Linked DNA regions of Mus musculus: all the other regions are linked to region 3. A link is a contact called in public HiChIP or PLAC-seq data. All regions are on one chromosome and are shown on one strand. Each heading gives the region's core, a stretch centred on a gene start, on an enhancer-like site or on the middle of the called end of the contact. The rest is flanking DNA. Distances are from core to core; before and after follow the strand shown. Region 1 has its middle 7.8 kb from the start of Gm34323. Region 2 has its middle 14 kb from the start of Gm39457. Region 3 has its middle 7.5 kb from the start of Gm39459. Region 4 has its middle 17 kb from the start of Gm39458.

Evidence for each region. HiChIP or PLAC-seq counts read pairs in DNA pulled down with a chosen protein or histone mark.
Region 1: a contact with region 3 is called in a FOXA1 HiChIP or PLAC-seq map of pancreatic cancer cells. The contact joins two enhancer-like sites. A contact is called at or near these places in 1 of 15 datasets of contacts at CTCF or cohesin (embryonic stem cells), 16 of 484 Hi-C or Micro-C datasets (cerebellar granule neurons, embryonic stem cells and gonadal supporting cells), 5 of 115 datasets of contacts at active chromatin or transcription factors (bone marrow-derived macrophages, embryonic stem cells, forebrain and 2 more) and 2 of 9 other capture datasets (embryonic stem cells and embryonic trunk).
Region 2: a contact with region 3 is called in an HNF4G HiChIP or PLAC-seq map of pancreatic cancer cells. The contact joins two enhancer-like sites. A contact is called at or near these places in 3 of 484 Hi-C or Micro-C datasets (B cells, bone marrow-derived macrophages and embryonic stem cells), 2 of 115 datasets of contacts at active chromatin or transcription factors (differentiating embryonic stem cells and pancreatic cancer cells) and 1 of 9 other capture datasets (embryonic stem cells).
Region 4: a contact with region 3 is called in a FOXA1 HiChIP or PLAC-seq map of pancreatic cancer cells. The contact joins two enhancer-like sites. A contact is called at or near these places in 3 of 484 Hi-C or Micro-C datasets (cerebellar granule neurons, embryonic stem cells and nephron progenitors), 8 of 115 datasets of contacts at active chromatin or transcription factors (embryonic fibroblasts, embryonic stem cells, intestinal crypt epithelium and 1 more) and 1 of 9 other capture datasets (embryonic stem cells).

Annotation. Positions count from the first base shown.
Region 1 is chr9:120,591,932-120,596,203 of GRCm38.p6, forward strand. No RefSeq gene overlaps it. Among named protein-coding and RNA genes, the nearest start is that of Gm34323, 7.8 kb to the right of the region's middle. Within about 2 kb of position 1,975, at least 53 of the 459 cell types and tissues checked have an H3K27ac peak or open chromatin away from gene starts, as enhancers often do. A contact at or near this core is called in pancreatic cancer cells, where this site is marked.
Region 2 is chr9:120,656,535-120,660,560 of GRCm38.p6, forward strand. No RefSeq gene overlaps it. Among named protein-coding and RNA genes, the nearest start is that of Gm39457, 14 kb to the right of the region's middle. Within about 2 kb of position 1,492, at least 35 of the 459 cell types and tissues checked have an H3K27ac peak or open chromatin away from gene starts, as enhancers often do. A contact at or near this core is called in pancreatic cancer cells, where this site is marked.
Region 3 is chr9:120,824,707-120,829,048 of GRCm38.p6, forward strand. No RefSeq gene overlaps it. Among named protein-coding and RNA genes, the nearest start is that of Gm39459, 7.5 kb to the right of the region's middle. Within about 2 kb of position 1,680, at least 69 of the 459 cell types and tissues checked have an H3K27ac peak or open chromatin away from gene starts, as enhancers often do. A contact at or near this core is called in pancreatic cancer cells, where this site is marked.
Region 4 is chr9:120,690,505-120,694,791 of GRCm38.p6, forward strand. No RefSeq gene overlaps it. Among named protein-coding and RNA genes, the nearest start is that of Gm39458, 17 kb to the left of the region's middle. Within about 2 kb of position 1,352, at least 179 of the 459 cell types and tissues checked have an H3K27ac peak or open chromatin away from gene starts, as enhancers often do. A contact at or near this core is called in pancreatic cancer cells, where this site is marked.

The DNA.
Region 1 (4,272 bases), core at 725-3,224, 230 kb before region 3:
TCTTCCCTAGCTGGTCTTCCCTAGCTCACTCATTGCGGGTGGAGATTGTCCTAATATTGTTTCAGTTTCAATTATAAAGTATCCAGACAAAAAGCAACTTAAGGGAGAAAGGGTTTAATTTCTGCTCACAACTCTAGGTTACATACCTTCCATCATTGTGGGGAAGGCAAGGCAGGAACTCAAAACTGCTGGTCACAAACAGCCACATCCAAGAACAGAGAGAAATGAATGTGTGCTTGCTTGCTTGTGCTTAGCTCAGTTTTCTACTCTCAAACAGTCCAGGATTGCCTGCCTAGGGAATGGTGCCACCCACTGAGGGCTGGGTCTTTCCTCATCACTTAACTCATTTGCAACGGTCCCCCATAGACATGCTCACAGACCAACCCGCTGTGAACAGTCCCTCATTGATTCTCTCTTCTCAGGTGACTCCAGGTTGTGTCACATTGCCAAAGCTAACCATCACAGGGCTCTTCTGGGACATTCTGAGCAGAGGCTCCAGCTGGGCTCCACCCATGCCCAACCCTGAAAGAATTGTGATACAACAGATACTTAGCTTAGCTGTGCAGTGTGTTGTGATAGAACTGGTGGTGGTCCAGTGTGGATACAGGGGCATGGGATTTCATTCCTCTTAGATAAAGGTCTAAAGGGTGGAATGGTGGCTTGGCATGGTGAGTATACTTTTCCACGTGCTCAGTGACATTCTCACATTCCATCTGGGGGTGTGAAGGTTGCCCTGGTCCATCAGCCTGCATCTCTGATCTTTTTTTTTTTTTTAATAGAATACCTTTTACTTATTTTTCAATAACTACACACATGTAAACAATGTATATTGGTCATATACACCCCTAACCATCCTCTCCATTCTTCCCTCCCCTGGACACTCCAATTCACTACCTCCCACTTTTTCTTCCAACCTCCTCTCTCTGTGTCTGTCTGTCTGTCTCTCTTCTCTCTCTGTCTCCACTGAGGCTAACTGGTGCTGCCCAGTGGAGTGTCCACTGATCCCCTTGGCTTGCTCTTGGTCAATAGCCACAGCTGTAGTGTGTTCATGGGTGTAGTGTCAAGTCCAGAGGACAACCCTCCTCCCATCTTTCCTCCCATCCCTCCTCCCATCCCTCCTCCCATTCCTCCTCCCCATCCTCCAGCTCTTACATTCTTTTTTTATTTTATCTTCTTCAATTTTATTTTATTTTGAGACAGGCTATCACTGTGTAGCCTGCCTGGCCAAGAACTTGCTGTATAGAAGACTGGCCTGAAACAGAGATTTGCCATCACACCAGGCAGCTCCTACACTCTTTGTGCCTCCTCCTACAGCCAGCCATTGGCAGAAAGTCCCATGTAGGGCTAGCCCTCAACACTCGCTTACTCTCAGCACATGGGCAGCTGTGAGTCTCCGCATTAAGTGCTCAGCACAGCACATCGAAGCTGCTTCTGGCCAAGGCAGAGGCAGCACCCATCTAGAGTATAAAACAAGCGTTTAGAAGGCCATGTAGCTTAGTAAAACAACAGCAGGCGGTTCCCCTCCATGGCTTGTGACACCCTGGAGTCTCTGACCGTTGACCAGGCCACAACACCAGGCCTGGGCCCCCTCCTGTGCAGAGGCCTCAGATCCAGCAGAGCAGCTACATTGTTCCCAGGGCTTTTTGACTTTCTTTTCTGATGGCTGGAACTGTATCTCACTGTGGTTTTTAATTTGCATTCACTTGATGACTAATGAGGGATAAACCTGTTTGAACCAGTTGTACAACCTGTTCAGAGTTTTGTTTTGCTTCCAAGAGAATTACGTCTTGTTTGTTGGTTTAATTGTGTGTCCTTGTTACCCTTGTAATTTGAGAAATATAGATGAAAAGGCAGGATTCCTGTCTTGAGGGAAATTCACAGAACAATCAACATGTCAACATAGTATTATATGTGAAATACAAAAGGGGGGTAGAGGACAGGGCGGAAGTGCGATGCTGGCAGGGGAGTCATTCAGAGTCTTCTTTGCTGACTCACGCAGTCGGTTGCACATGCTGCTGAGGAATAAACTAGAAGGGCACAGATTCCATTCTCTTAGGATTCGTTTCTTAAATCATGTGTGCATGTGTGCACACACATGTGCATACTTTCTATGAATGTGTGCACACACATATGCATGCTTTCTGTGAATGTGTGCACACACATGCATGCTTTCTATTCATGTGTGTGTGTGTGTGTGTGTGTGTGTGTGTGTGTGTGTGTGTAGACACAGGCATGCGTTCGTGCAGGGCACTGATCCCTGGAGCCAGAGTTACAGAGTTGAGTTGTAGGCAGTGGCTTCTGCTGCTGACTTGTATACTGTAAGCTAGCAGTCCAGTGAGCTTTTGGGTGATTCTCCAGTCTCTGCCTTCTATCTCACCAAGGAGGCATGCTTGACTTACAGATGTATGCTAACACACCTGGCTTAAATTCCCCCCAATCCCCATATCCCCACTGAGGCAGCGGTTCTCCATGTAGCCCTGGCTGTCCTGGAACTTACTTTGTAGACCAGGCTGACCTGGAACAGAGATCCATCTGCCCCTTCCTCCTGAGTGTTGGGATTAAAGGTGTGCACCACCACGCCTGGCTTGCTTTGGGTGTGTGTGGGGGTGGGAGGGTGGGGGGTGGTAAGGATTGAATTTAGATTCTCACATCGAAGGCTTTAGCCTGCTGAGCTATCTCTTGGCTCCAGATCTTTTGATTTTAAACTTAATGCTTTGTACACTGCCCATGGTTATCCCAAACACACCCTTAACACTACGTCTTCGTTACTCACTGTCTCTCCTGGTGCTTCCTTTCATGTGTGAAGCCGAAGGCCCCTTATTCATTTTTCATAAGCAGAAGTCAGGCATCTCATCTAAAAAGAATGCATTCATTCCACACGTCTGTTTACTTATACACAGATGTGTATTTTCAATTTCTTCCTTTCCGGTTCAGGAAGCTGCTGGTAATAAATTTTCATTAAAGTGGTACAAGATCGGAAAGTGAAATAAGCCCCAGCACATTTTCCTAAGTAATCAACAGAATCCCAAAGTGAGAGCCAATTATAACCCTCAGGATCCGCCCCCGCTCATTCAAATGCAGTTATCACAGGGTAGAGCCCAGTGGGGGGCTGCCCACTTCCCCTCAGCTTTTTTTTCACCCCCTTTCTCCAGCTCCAACATCTGAACAATCAGTCCTTCAGCCTCCCAACCTAAGACTTGAGACTTTGTGTCTTGTGTTGATTAAGAAGATGCCAGTCAGGACGAAGTCAGACATGGATGTGTGATAGAGGCTCAGTGCGTGGCTCACTCAGTATTCACAGTTTTTACTTATCTATTTTATTTATGTTTTTAGTTTAAGAAAATGGTGTGTGTGTGTGTGTGTGTGTGTGTGTGTGTGTATTGCATTGCACTTGTAAGAGGCCAGAGGACAATTTTTGTGAGTGAGCTCTCTCCTTCCACCATGTGGGTCCCAGGGGTTGAACTCCGATCATCAAGCTTGGCAGCAAGTGCCTTTACCCACTGAGCCATCTTTTCTGCCCTGTTCACAATTTCACAGTGTTAATAGTAGATAATTAAGCTTTGGCATAGCTGTCTGTATTCACAGCTTCTCTGTGCAGCTCTGGTCTGGTTCCCATACAGGAGGGCTTGGCTGGGCTGCAGCAGTCACTCTAGGAGAGCACGGGTCAGGGCCTGGCAGGTGGATCTACCAGGAAGCTCCCAGCTGGGGCCTCTCATTGCATCTGTGTTTCCCATGAAGGCTCTGAGAAGCAGAGGGGTTTCGCAGCATTTCCCGGCTCAAGCTGACAGAATCCATTCTATGCTCTGAACTGCCAGGCAAGGAGTATCAGCTGCTAGTTCACCTGAGAGTCAGATGCTGTGTGGGTGGGTGACATGGAGCAGCCTGCAGATGAGCAGAGTCCATCTCTACCTCACAGGAGGGCAGCAAAGCCAAGATAGACAGGGCTGTGGAGAAAACAGAAGTGCATCTTGCTGACCCTGGAGGGACTCTTTTCTCAGTTCGTATTTGAATCAACATGGAGGGAGCTTGGCTGCCCACTGCATACAGGGCCCCATGTTGGGCACACACATCAAGAGCACACAGGAACAAAGAATCTAGGGGTGGGGGAGGCTTCTGCCCGAGGAGGTGGGGGGCACAGCATGGTAGGGAGAGGGACTCTGGCTTAAGCCAGGGCACGGGAGAGCATCACGGGCACCTGGACACACTGCCTTTCTCTTGGCTTCCCCTGGCTTCTTGGTGAGAAGTGTTCTCTTAGCAAATTCACTACACCAC
Region 2 (4,026 bases), core at 242-2,741, 170 kb before region 3:
GAGATAGAGGCAAGTGGGTCTCTGGGGCTCCCTGGCCAGGCAGCACAGTCCAGTTGGAAAGCTCTATGCTAGTGGGAGACGCTGACTCAAAGAACAAGATAGAAGGCACCTAAAGACTGACAGTCGAGGCTGTCCTTGCTTCCACACAAGTGTGCGTGCGCACCTGCACACGCGAGAACATACACAGAAATGGATGTGTGCACACAGACGTGCATTGGGAGACTCTGAATGGTCCCCATTCTCTGGAGTACGTGACAAGTTCCCTTTTTGCCTGTGGAGTCCTTTCTTGGACCACGGTCTCTGCTTTTGAGTTTTCACTCTTCCCAAGATGAGATCTTTGCTCAGCTGAGCAAAGTCACCTGGAACACCAGCCCCTGCCTTCTCTTTCCAAGGTCGTTCATAGGGCATCCCAGCCTTCTGATGTACTAAACAGCTGTAATTGGAGAAAATTTAATAAACAGCCATTAAGTTGCTAATAGAAGCGTCAGGACTCATCTATTTCATAAGTTCTAATAATTAATAAAGATTAGCTGCAAATACAAAGCTACCCAGTGTCTCGGTCTGACCCAGAAATGGCCCTGCAGCCTCTTTCTCTTACCCTGGTGGCCGTTAACCAGGCAGGAGATCGTGGGGCCCTCTGCTCACTGCCACTGGAGGGCAGCAGTGGGAACACAAGGCAGGGAGAGAGGATAACTGGGGGAGGGTCTCAGCTGAGTTTCCTCTCTCTCCTAAGGTCTTGCTACTGGGAGGTTAGGGAAGCTAAGAGGACTTCCCCCCCCCCCCCCCCCCGGGTTCCAGCGATGGTGGTGAGTCTTTCTAAATCATTGTATGGGGCTGGGGAGATGGCTCAGTGGCTAAGAGCTCTGCTGTTCTTTCAATTGCCATATGGGAGTCCACACCCATCTGTAACTCTAGTTTCAGGAAATCTGACCTCCTCTCCTGCTGTCTACTGACACCAGGCTCAGAAGGGGGCACAGACATTCATGTAGGCAAAAGACCCATAGGCATAAAACAAAAACTATAAATCTTCACGTGTGCATAGGATGTGTATGTGTATATTGTGTGTGTGTGCTGGCATACGTGTAACGCAGTAAGCCCACAGAGGTCAGAGGAGAACCTTGGGTGTCACTCTGTGCCTTCTACCTCATCTAAGGTAGGGCCTCTTTCTTGTTCACTGCTGTGAACACCAGGCTACCCAGTCCCAATGCTTCCAGGAACCCTGGCATCTCTGCCTTCCCTCGAGCCATAGATTAGAGGCACTGGCTTTATCTGGGTCCTGGGGATCCAAATTCAATTCTCCCATCTGCACAGCAAGTGCTTTTACCCACTGAGCTGTCTCCATGGCCTGGCTGATTTCTTTTAAGCCTGGTGCCTTTCCCTCTGGAGAGAGGCTGTGGAGGCCAGGGTGTGGAGGCCAGGCAGGTGTTCTTGGCTCTGCTGTCTGGGGTTTGTTGAGAGAGGGAGTGGTGTGGGAGAGCTCACTTTACTCTGAGGTCCTGGCAGCCTGTGGAAGCCTTCCCCAAGAAGGACCAGTTAAAACAACAAATGGATCAGCCATGCCTTATGTGGCTATTTTAAGGCAAAAGGGAAATAACTTGGATGGAAAAAGAGGTGAGTGGAAATTCAAACCCCTCCATGTCTCCCTCCAATTCATTCCTCCATCTCTATGCCTGTCTTTGTGTGTCTGTCTCTCTGTCTCTATACCTGTCTTTGTCTTTCTGTCTCTGTCTGTCCTCTCTCCTTGTCTCTCTGCCTGTCTTTGTCTGTCTCTATCTCTTTTCCTATCTTTGTCTTTCTTTCTCTCTCTGTCTGTCCTTTCTCTCTCTTTTCTCTCTTTCTCTGCCTGTCTTTGTCTATCTTTGTCTGTCTGTCCTCTGTCTCTTTCAGTCTCCCTCTGTCTCTGTGTCTGTGTCTGTCTGTGTCTCTCTATGTCTCTGTCTCTCTATATCTCTCTGTCTGTCTCTCTCTGTGTCTCTGTCTCTCTGTCTGTTTCTCTCTGTCTCTCTCTGTCTATCTGTTTCTCTCTGTCTCTGTCTCTCTCTTTCTCTGTCTCTCTGTCTGTTTCTCTCTGTCTCTCCCCTCACCACCATCAGGTGCCCTGGAGCTGGCCTCTACTGTGGTGTTCGCCAGATGACCTGCTCCATCTATCTTGCTTTGGGCAGGGCCCCTTGAGAACAGAGTGGGGTTTGTGTCTGCTGCATGTTGAACTTGGCAGGTATGAGAATTACTCATTCCAAGGCAAACTACCATCTTTTAGAAGAGAGGGCTGGGCCTAACATCCGTGCTGGGAATGGGCCATGTGCACAGCCATCCAGGACTGCTCCAAGTGAATAGCCTCCTTCTTCACAGTTCCAACCAGGCCTCCCACTGGGGAGGAGCAGGCATCAGGTCTGGAGGGAACCAGGAGATTTGGGTGCAAGGGTTTGTGGGAACAGGAAGCTCTGCAAGCAGGGGTTCAAGCATCCCTGCCATTGCCAACTGCTGATGTGGACAAATGTTGGCCAGGCCAATGTCACGAGGTGCATGTTCAAGTGTGTGAACTCCATTCAGTGGGAGAGAATGGACTCTTGTTTGCCAAGAACTGTCTCTCCTCCAAGAAAGATGCTGAAGGGCAGGGGGACATTTTCAGAAACTTTTCTCCAGCTTCCCTCTCTCCTTCCCAGGTATCATAGAATCTGTTCCCAGAGAGTTTGCCTTCCAAGGATCAGAGAGGATAGTCTACAGGTCAGAAAAGAAAGAGACCTTCAGCCTCAATTGAAAACTGTTGTCAAAGAGTGAAGTCCCCTGTTGATCCCACCAGTGCAAGTAACTCAGTTCTATCAGAGCTGGCATCCAGATGCCAGCCCCACTGCACACCGGCTGTGTGTGCCGATTTAGCCTCTCTTCGTACAGTCCTGCATAGATGGTGGGAGGGGCCTGTTGACTGTCACACAGGTTGTGGGGGTTGAGGGGAAATGTGTGGGAACGTGCTTATGCCACTGATGTCTTAGCTGTTCACTCTGACACAGGACCTTCACTCAGAGCTCCTAAGGGAAAAAGGGGAACAGTGCTGTGGAGGCCATTATGTCCCCTTTACATTTGGGAAGCGTTGCTGGTGAGTGTGATGGTGCTGGCAGCCCCACATCTGGGACAGAGAAGACCCAAGTTTCAGGGTCTGTCTTGTGTATGTTCTCTTGGTACCTGGTGTAAAGTAAAGAGCTCCAACAGGTTATAAGGTTGCACATTTTCATGACCTGTCTCAGTGTGTCCAACTGGCTCCCTGAGAGCCTCTTGCAACCCAGAATGACTGTAAACATGTCCCAACTCAAGACTGTAAACTTTTTTTTTTAAGACTTATTTATGTAAGTACATCGTAGCTGTCTTCAGACATTCCAGAAGAGGGTGTCAGATCTCATTACGGATGGTTGTAAGCCACCATGTGGTTGCTGGGATTTGAACTCAGGACCTTTGGAAGAGCAGTCGGTGCTCTTAACCATTGAGCCGTCTCTCCAGCCCCTCAACACTGTAAACTTACTTAAGCATGAACTAAATTTAAAAATTCTTTGACATTTACTTATTCATAGATTGTATGTGGTAGTGGAGGTGGGGGATGCTGCAGAGCTTGTGTGGAGGTCAGAGGGGAGGTAGAGGGGGGTCGGTTCTCAGACATGTGACTGTGTGACAGACCTGCAAGCAGGCAGAGAACATCTCTCTTTGTCTTCTTGTGACATGCTGTCATTGTCAGCTGGAAAGCCACCACGAACTCTGTGCCTCCCTGGAGTCAGACGACAGCTTTAGGTCCTGACCCCCAAACCAATGATTAATCCCGTTCTTTCCCCCTAACGCTCTCTGCTCCCCCAGAGTTTGGGTTTTGTTTCATGGTCTTAAGACTTTTTATTAAATATGTAGTTCTTCAAACTCCAAACCAACACTGAGATAGTGCTGCACTCAGAAGTGCTTGTACGAGACCCCATGTTCCCTCCTCACACCCCAGGCATGATGGTGCATGCGTGTAATGCCAACACTCAAGCAGCAACAGAAGGATCA
Region 3 (4,342 bases), core at 430-2,929:
CATCCAGGGCTGTGTCTCCTAGGCTGTTTTACACCCAGCCAAGTTGACACGAGGAGTCACCATTCCTATGACCCTCCTAAAAGACCCACTGAGAGAACTTCTCAAAATAGTGGATCTAAAAATGTAATCCCAAAAGTTCCAACGTGCTCCTTCCTGAACTGTCTTCATATCCTTAAAAACAAACAAACAAACAAACACCCAGGGCAGGATGTCACTGCAGGTAAATACAAGCATCTCTAAAGGTGTCATGGGGACTGGGTTCTGAGGCCCACGGGTTCCACTAACAGTGTTGGAGCTGAGGAATGAATGAAACAACACATACAGAACTAAAGCCAGGAGAGCGGCCTCTGCCCCACCCCCAACCCTGCATTCAGAAGCCTGATGCAAGTGTCCAAGCTTCCTGAGAGACTCACCATCATACGACCCAGCGCACATCCCACACACCACACACAGCACACACACACACACACACCACTCATACCTCATACCACACATGCTGCACACCATGTGCACTAAACACTACACATACCCTGCACACCACACTTCCTGCACACACTCCAGCTCATACTCTGATCATCTTCTGCAGGCTCACTGCTGACCTCACGGACTTGTCCCTGCTGTGGTTTCAGTCCCACACCATTGCCCAAAGTCAAGGGATCTTGCATCTCCCAGACACACAAAGGGACCAGGGAACCTCTTTTAAATGTGCACAGTGAGGGGCAGAGAAGATGGCTCAGGTGATAAGGTGCTTGCCACACAAACATGAGGTCCTAAGTTCAGTTCCCAAGAACTTGTGTTGAAGTTAGGCATGGTGACTCATCTTCAATCCCAGTACTGGAGAGGAGGAGACAGGCAGACATCTGCAGCTCATGGGCTGGGCAGCCAATCTAGGTTCAATGATAGACACTGTCTTAAAAACTAGTGTACAATCCAATTAGAGAAGACATACACACCAATCTTTGGCCTTCACACACACACACACACACACACACACGCACCTCACACAAATGTGCACAGTAATACCAGAAGATGAGGTTGAACAGGGCTAACCATGAGCTTGGGAATCTGTTTGTTGTCTCTCTCTGAGTCTTGTTTTGCCCAATGTCCTTTAGAATCTAGACTAGGACCCAGACTCTGTCCCCTCTTGTGGAAATGTGTCTGGAGAACTAAAAGTGAGAAAGCTGCATACAAGAATGGCCTCTCCGCTGAGCGGAGAAATTTGGGTGCATTTATCATGGGACTTGGTGCGCCCCAGGGTTTGCGTGTGTGAGTAGCCTATGAGCAGGACCACAGAGGGGCCACCTTCATGGCCTCCACTGTCTCTGGCTCTTACAGAGGCCTCACCTCCTGGCAAATCATGTGCCTGGCAGAATGCTAACCGTGTGTAAGCCTGTGTGGAAGTAGAGGCCCTGGCAAAAGCTGGACAGAGGCGTCCCTGGACATACATACCAGTCCTGACCCAACTGTTTGTCATCTAACCAGTGACTCTCTCAGATCCCCAGTTTATCCCCCTGGGAGCCCACTCCATACAGTCTTAGTGAGGGCTCAAAAGTCACCTGAAGGACCTTTCCTCTCAAGTAAGGTTCCCACGAGCAAATCCTGTATTGAGTACTCTGGGGAGTGTCCTTAGCAGGAAGGGAACAAGGAAGTGTTCAGCACACTGGAGCCCAGATTACAACACAGACACCATCCCTGGGAGGAAAAGAGTGTCACAGGACAGCCCTCTGGGGTCATATGGCTGAGGGTAATTCTCCAGGGACAGCACTTTATGACCAACATTTACAGCCTCTGGTCAGGAACCCCTCTGTCAAGGGGCTCTGGGTAGGGCTGTCCCTGTACCCGCCCTCCTTCCTCTGGCACAATCACCCATCTTATCTGTGGTTTCAGTTACGCACGGTCAACCAGGGTCTGACCTATGAGTCACAGCATGGTGGAGGTGGAGGTGGAGGTGGAGGTGGAGGTGGAGGTGGAGGTGGAGGTGGAGGTGGAGGTGGAGGTGGAGGTGGAGGTGGAGGGGTAAATACAGGATATTGAGACACAGCAAAGAGCAGAAGCGTAACATCCACTTCTGTGTATTGTTTCCCTGACTGTTGTATGGTTGCTGCTGGTCATCTCTCACTGTGCTTGATTCACACATTAAACTTTAATCATAGGTGTGTGTGTGTGTGTGTGTGTGTGTGTGTGTATAAAAACTCAGTGAACTCAGCCATCGGTACGATCTAGTTTCAAGCATTCCAAAAGTTCTGGGCTGGGAACAATGTGGAGGGAGGGGCTGCAGTTTGAGCAGTGGACCACCTTCCTTGCTCAGTGGGCACAGATGTTCTTCAATCTGGAGCTACTTGGAGATTTATCACAAAGCACTAATGGCCGCTTCTCACCTGCAGCCTCATCCCAGGTCACACCCACAGCTTTGTCCTGGGTGCCTCATTTGGATCTTACAAGGTGCAGGATTGCTTTGCCAGGAACAGTAACACCTGGCCAGCCATGCCCTCCTCAAGCTGACCACTCTGACCAGGTGGCTCTTCTCAAAAGGCTGAGGAAGGTCCGTCTACAACGGTGGAATACAGCTTTGCTTCTCTAAGAAAGCAGCATAGAGCAGCAGGTGAGGCTGGCAGGCAGCCTCACCCCCACACCCCAGGGTGGGTGGCAGATTCTTCCAAATGCAGCTCTGGAGCCCAGCAGACCTGCGCATGGTTAGTGTTTCCTGTTGCCGTGAGGAAAGGTTGTCTTGGTGCTTGGTAGGTTTCAGTCTGTGGTAAACTGGCCTCTTTGCTTTGTGGTGAGGCAGACTGTCACAGTAGAATCAAACTTCGTATGTGCCTGGTCAGAAGAGAGGAAGAAAGGGTTCAAATCCCACCATCCAATGGACTGCAAATGATGCCTCCAGTACACTGAACACAGAACATTCCAGACCCAATGCATGCCACTTGCTAACTCGGAGCCAGAGTAATGACCCCATGCTGGGCACACTGAAGTATGAGCTTGCTTGGCCTCCACTGTCCCACACTGCCTTGCATATCACACTGGCTGTGACTTCTCCAACTTCCTTTTATCGTGTGTATGTCAAGAAAAGAGTGGGAACCTAAAGACAACATCAAGCCCAAAGACACTTAGCCCGGCTTATGGAAAGTCAGTTTAGGATCAGCTAACTGGGAGCTGGGGGCAAATATTCTCACCCTGCAGGCCTTTCTTTATGGATTGTAATGAGTGCTTTTGTGTCAACTTGACACAAGCTGGAATTATCACAGAGAAATGAACCTCCCTTGAGGAAATGCCTCCATGAGATCCAGCTGTAAGGCATTTTCTCAATTAGTGATCAAAGATGGGAGGGTCCATTGTGGGTAGTGCCATCCCTGGGTTGGTAGTCCTGAGTTCTATTAAAAAAAAAAAAAAGAGCAAGCTGAACAAGCCAGGGGAAGCATCCAGTGAGCAGCATCCCTCCATGGGTTCTGCATCAGCTCCTGCCTCCAGGTTCCTACCTTGTGTGAATTCTAGTCCTGACTTCCTTTGGTGATGAACAGCAATATGGAAGTGTAAGCTGAATAAGCTTTCCTCCCCAATTTGCTTCTTGGTCATGATGTTTTGTGCAGGAATAGAAACCCTGACTATGACATGGGTATAATTAGCAATGGTATTATGAGACAAAGTATTGAAAGCCCCCAACATGTGCCATGCCCACAGTAGACATGCAAAAATGTATCTTCACAGACTAACTTGATGCTATACATGTGCTGACATTTACAAAATGTAACTGAGACAATTGAGTTAAGTTTGGCCTTCAGGCCCCCAGGAGACAGACTGAGTGGATGAAAAGAAAGAAGGTTAGGACACCATGATCTCGCACTCTGCCTGCTGTCCTCTTGTCCTTGATGGTTTTTGTAGCATGCCATCAGCTCTCTACACATGGGAAGATCCTACCCTGTCTAAGCAAGCTTCTGTCTTGCAACACTGATCAGGATGGGTGGATGGATGGGTGGATGGATGGATGGATGCAGGGATGGATAGATGGATGGATAGGTGGGTGGGTGGATGAATGGGTAGATGGATGCATGGATGGATGGATGGGTGGATAGATGGATGAATGAGTGAATGGATGCATGGATGAATAGATGGATGAGTGCATGAAGATGAGGGCAAAGCTGCATGGCCTTGGCATTTGTCCCACATTGCAGCCCTCCAAACTTGAAAGCAAATGCAATGAACAGATGCTGTTCCCCAAGTAGGCTCTGACAGTGATCTTGCTTGGATATAGAGATTTCAATGTTCTTTTACTTACTTGAATTCATTTAATAATCAGGAGGATTGGAGTAAGAGGAGATCTGGACTTCTAGCTTCACTTTAA
Region 4 (4,287 bases), core at 102-2,601, 130 kb before region 3:
AAGAAGCCACGGTCAGTGAGCCATGATGGCCCCACACCTTGGCTGCCCAGAGGCAGCTCCTCTCTCTCGTCTGCAGAGGAAGCTCCAGTTTCACAGAAACACCCGATGCTTACACCTGATCTCACACTGGGAATTTACAGTAGTGAATAGGGGAATGAGTAGGGGAGAGTTTGCATTTGAATCTGTTAGGGCTAGGTTGGGGTGAGATTTACAGCTAGGTCTCTTAAGAGAGGGCTTGGTTACATCTGCATCTCAAACAACAGCGTGGGAATTAGGTCCAGGTCTCTTAACACTTGGTGGTGGGGTGTGGGGGGAGGTGGTGGTGTTACATCTGGGTCTTGAACACTGAGGGTTGACGTCCAGATCTCAAACTCTGGGGACTCACTTCTGAGGCTCCTCTCCATCCAAATCAGCATCCAGTGTGGTACCTAGCTGCTCTAGCCACCAGGAACATCCTCCACCCAGGCTTCCTCCATCCTCCTGGCTCCCTCTCCGGTTCCTCCCTGTGGCTTCAGAGGAAGCAGAGCAGCTGAACACACACACACACAGCTCAGCACCATCTGGGACGGGGAACCCCTGCGATACAGGGGTGGTGTGGGGACAACTGCGTGGTGGGGGAAGTGCCTGGTCCGCTTAGAGGCCCACTCTCCCTTTAAAGGATACACAAAGCCCCCGCCGCCCCCTCACGCCAGGGTCTGGGTTGAGTTTTTCCTTGACAGAGCCCATCCCTTTGAGGCTGGCTGGCTGAGCAGTGTTGACACAGCCGTCTCTGGATGCGTTCCGGGAAAGCAGGCCTGAGCATGTGAGACGAATTTTCTCTGCACTGTGCGGTTTCCAATGTGTCAGAAAAACAAACTAGGAGAAGTCTACTTGGATCGTGTGAGTGTGTGGACCCCTCCTCCCCGCTTCATTCCTCCCATAGTGGAAAAAAAAAAAAAAAACTAAAAGGCTGCCTTCCAGCGTCTGGTTCCTGACTCTGGAGGGATGGTGTACAAGCGGAGGACTTCCAAGCCACACAATGCGGGTCCATGTGACGCTTCTGTGTTCGTGTGGAGGGTGGAGGCTACCTCTACATCAGGGCATGGAGGCCGGATCAGCCTCATGCCCTTTTGCTTCCAGGCCCTTGACTGCCCCTCCTCCACCCAAACCTCCAGTCCTCGTTCCCAAAATAATTGGCCACAGGAAACTGCACTGAGGAGGAGCCTCTGCAGTGAATTACTTCCCGGCACCCTGCCGGGATGCAGAAGGCTGGCTGTCCCGGCTGCAAGTCACTAGCTGGGGCCATGCAGGGGGCGGGGCCTGGGACGGGGGCGGCATCTACACACACTGCTCTTCACTTCCCTCCAGCGGTTCCTGTAGAAGCAGGCAGTAGTAGAGGCTTGGCCCTTCTGTGCCTTCTCCATGCTCGGGAGAGATGCTCACTGGGGACCCAGCCTTGAAGTTTGCAGCCAGTGGGGATTCCTGGTTCCTCGCGCGCGCACACACACCACACACACACACACACACACACACACACACACACACACACACACACACGCTTGCGTGCACGTCTGTGCTCAGCGCTTTCATCTTTGTACTCAGTCAGGGATCCCAGTACCACCCACGTTTAGGCTGGGTAGTACCACCTCAAGTAAATAATCTAGAAACTTCTTCACAGAAGTTCAGAGGGGTTTGTCTGAAGGTGGTTCTTGACGCCATCAGGCTGGCAGGCTGTGTGAGCCACAGCACACCCTCAGGTTGCTTCCTGCCACAGTAGCGAGAAGAGTAACAAAACAGCCTACTTTCTCAGAAGCGAGAGAGCCATCTGCCCACAGAGCAATAGATTCACTCCCCTCCTGGGTAGAGGGATGCTTTACTGATGCAAAGAGGAAAAGTGGGGACGGTCACCACAGGCGCAGGCCAGCTGGTGCCTCTCACATCCTTAGCTCTGTGGCAGAGGCCACAGGCGGAACACAGAGGTTGATTTTGAAGGCGAGAGCCGAGACATAGCTCCAGATTCTCCCTCAAATCTGTGTCTGAGACATTCTTGTTCCTCGGAGTTCCTAGGCCCCTTCGCTTGGGGGCTATCCCAGACATGCTTTACATGTCACCCTTCTGAAGGGCCGTGGGCATTTATGTTTGTTTTCATTGAGTGTGTACTTTGTCCAGGTATGGGGTCAGACACTTGCAGTCTTGTTGGCTTCAACTCTACAACAATCAGCTAACTTTTTTTTTATTCCTTTCTATCTAATGCAGATCTCCACGGATTTGCATGTAAATAAGCAATTATGTATGCGTGTGACTGTAGATAGATGAATATTCATAGATAGGAAAATACTCCATCTCTAGACTGTACCAACTCTGTATATGGTACCAGCAGAAACACGCACGCATTCTCCAGAATACAACCTTCCCTGCTTTCTCACGAGTAAGATGATATTGGAGACTTGTGGTCAGAACAGCACACACTCCATTTATAAACAGGTTAGCCCTAGGCAGCTAGAGCCGCAAGGACACTCTGGGAAACAGCATGCACGGCTATATCTGCACACGCAGGAGAGTTGCCTGGAAAGCTGTGGAGCCCTGTCTGCTGGGGCCCAGCTTCAGTTTCTGATTCAGTCAGTATGTAGTGGCGGACCTTGATAGCTTCCATTTCTGTGAGTTCCCAAGTGAGGCTGCTGCTGTCTTGGGAACAACTGTGAAGGGTCCCAACCAACCAACACAAGAAGTTGGACTTCCTCTACCAACTCCACCTCTCATCGGCCGAAAGCTGTTGGCTCCATTTCTTGTTCCTAGATGCCAGCCGTGTGAGGTTCTGCAGAGAGTAAGCTGGCATTCACACAATGGCAAGCCTGTGCTGTCAGGGCAGGTGGGAGCGAACTGTGGATACCCAAACCCCTGAAGAAATGTTGCATCCTTCATACCAACAAGAGAGAGAGACTTAAAACACAGCAGCACAGGAAAGAAAACGGCAAGAATCTCAGTTGCTTTTGCACTCACAACTCAGATGGTTCTCCTCCCCTCTCTGAGTGCCCTGCACTCTGTCAACTTCACCCAGATCTCTCTAAGAGGCCCTTAGTTGTTGCTCTTGATTAAAAGTGCTGACTCTTCACCTGGACCAAAAGGGCGGAGCCTGCCATCTCTGCCTTCATTCCCTGTCTGTGTCCCTGGCTTTGGTTCAGAGCTCTGCCTGACTCAGCACAGGAATGCCTGTGTCTGCCTACCTAGCATAGTTCAGCCTGCTTCCAGGACTAAAAAACAAGGATAAGTCACTGTCCTAACCTGGATCTATATCTACCCTGGATTCTAAGAACAGAAACCCCAGGAGAAGGCAGCTATCCAGGAGTCAAAGCCAAGGCCACACCCTGGATGATCATCTTCTAGAGCCACAGCTGGCATGGTGATCATCAGGGTCACGCCTGGCCCAGGGCTACACACCTTTTCTCCTCTTCTTCCTCTACTTAAAGCTCATGTCACCCTAAAGACGGAATTGGGGTGATCTCAAAGAAGGACTTGGAGTCACCCCAAAGATAGGCCTGGGGTCACCCCAAAGAAGGACCTGGGTCACCCCAAAGAAGGGCCTGGGGTCACTCTAAAGAAGGACCTGGAGTCACCCCAAAGAAGGACCTAGAATCTCCCCAAAGAAGGACTTGGGTTCTCCCCAAAGATGGACCTGGAGTCAACCCAAAGATGAACCTGGAGTCAACCCAAAGAAGGACTTGGGGTGACCCCAAGGATGGGCCTGGAGTCACCCCAAAGATGGACCTGGAGTCAACCCAAAGAAGGACCTGGGGTGACCACAAAGATGGACCTGGGGTCCACTGGACCTTTGTATCTGTTCTCCCTATTCATTCACATTGCTCAAATTCTGCTTTTCTCCTACACTCTCCTCTTTGGCTGGTAAATGGGGTCAAGTGGCCCAGGCTAGCTCCTTGAGGGTGCCAGAAGCACCAGGTTTGCTCTGAAAGTCCAGCTATATCACACCCATCATGTCCTTTCAAACAACACCCAGCAGAGCTCCAAGAAGTGGCAGTGTTCAGCTCTGCCACCATGCCCAGTCCCCTCACACACACTACAGTGCTACATCACTGAGGCCCGTGCTGTCCCTACCACTCTCCAGGTTCCCTGGAAGGGCATCCCATGTGGCCCTCGGGCTGCTGTTCCAAGGCAGCTGGCTCAGTGCCTTCCTTTCCTCCCTTGGCAGATGGATCAAGCATTAATGAGGTACTTCGTCTCAATCAAAGAGGCTGTAAGAATAAGCATTTTCTTTTAACGGTTATACAGCTAAAATAATAAGCTGCCCATCTT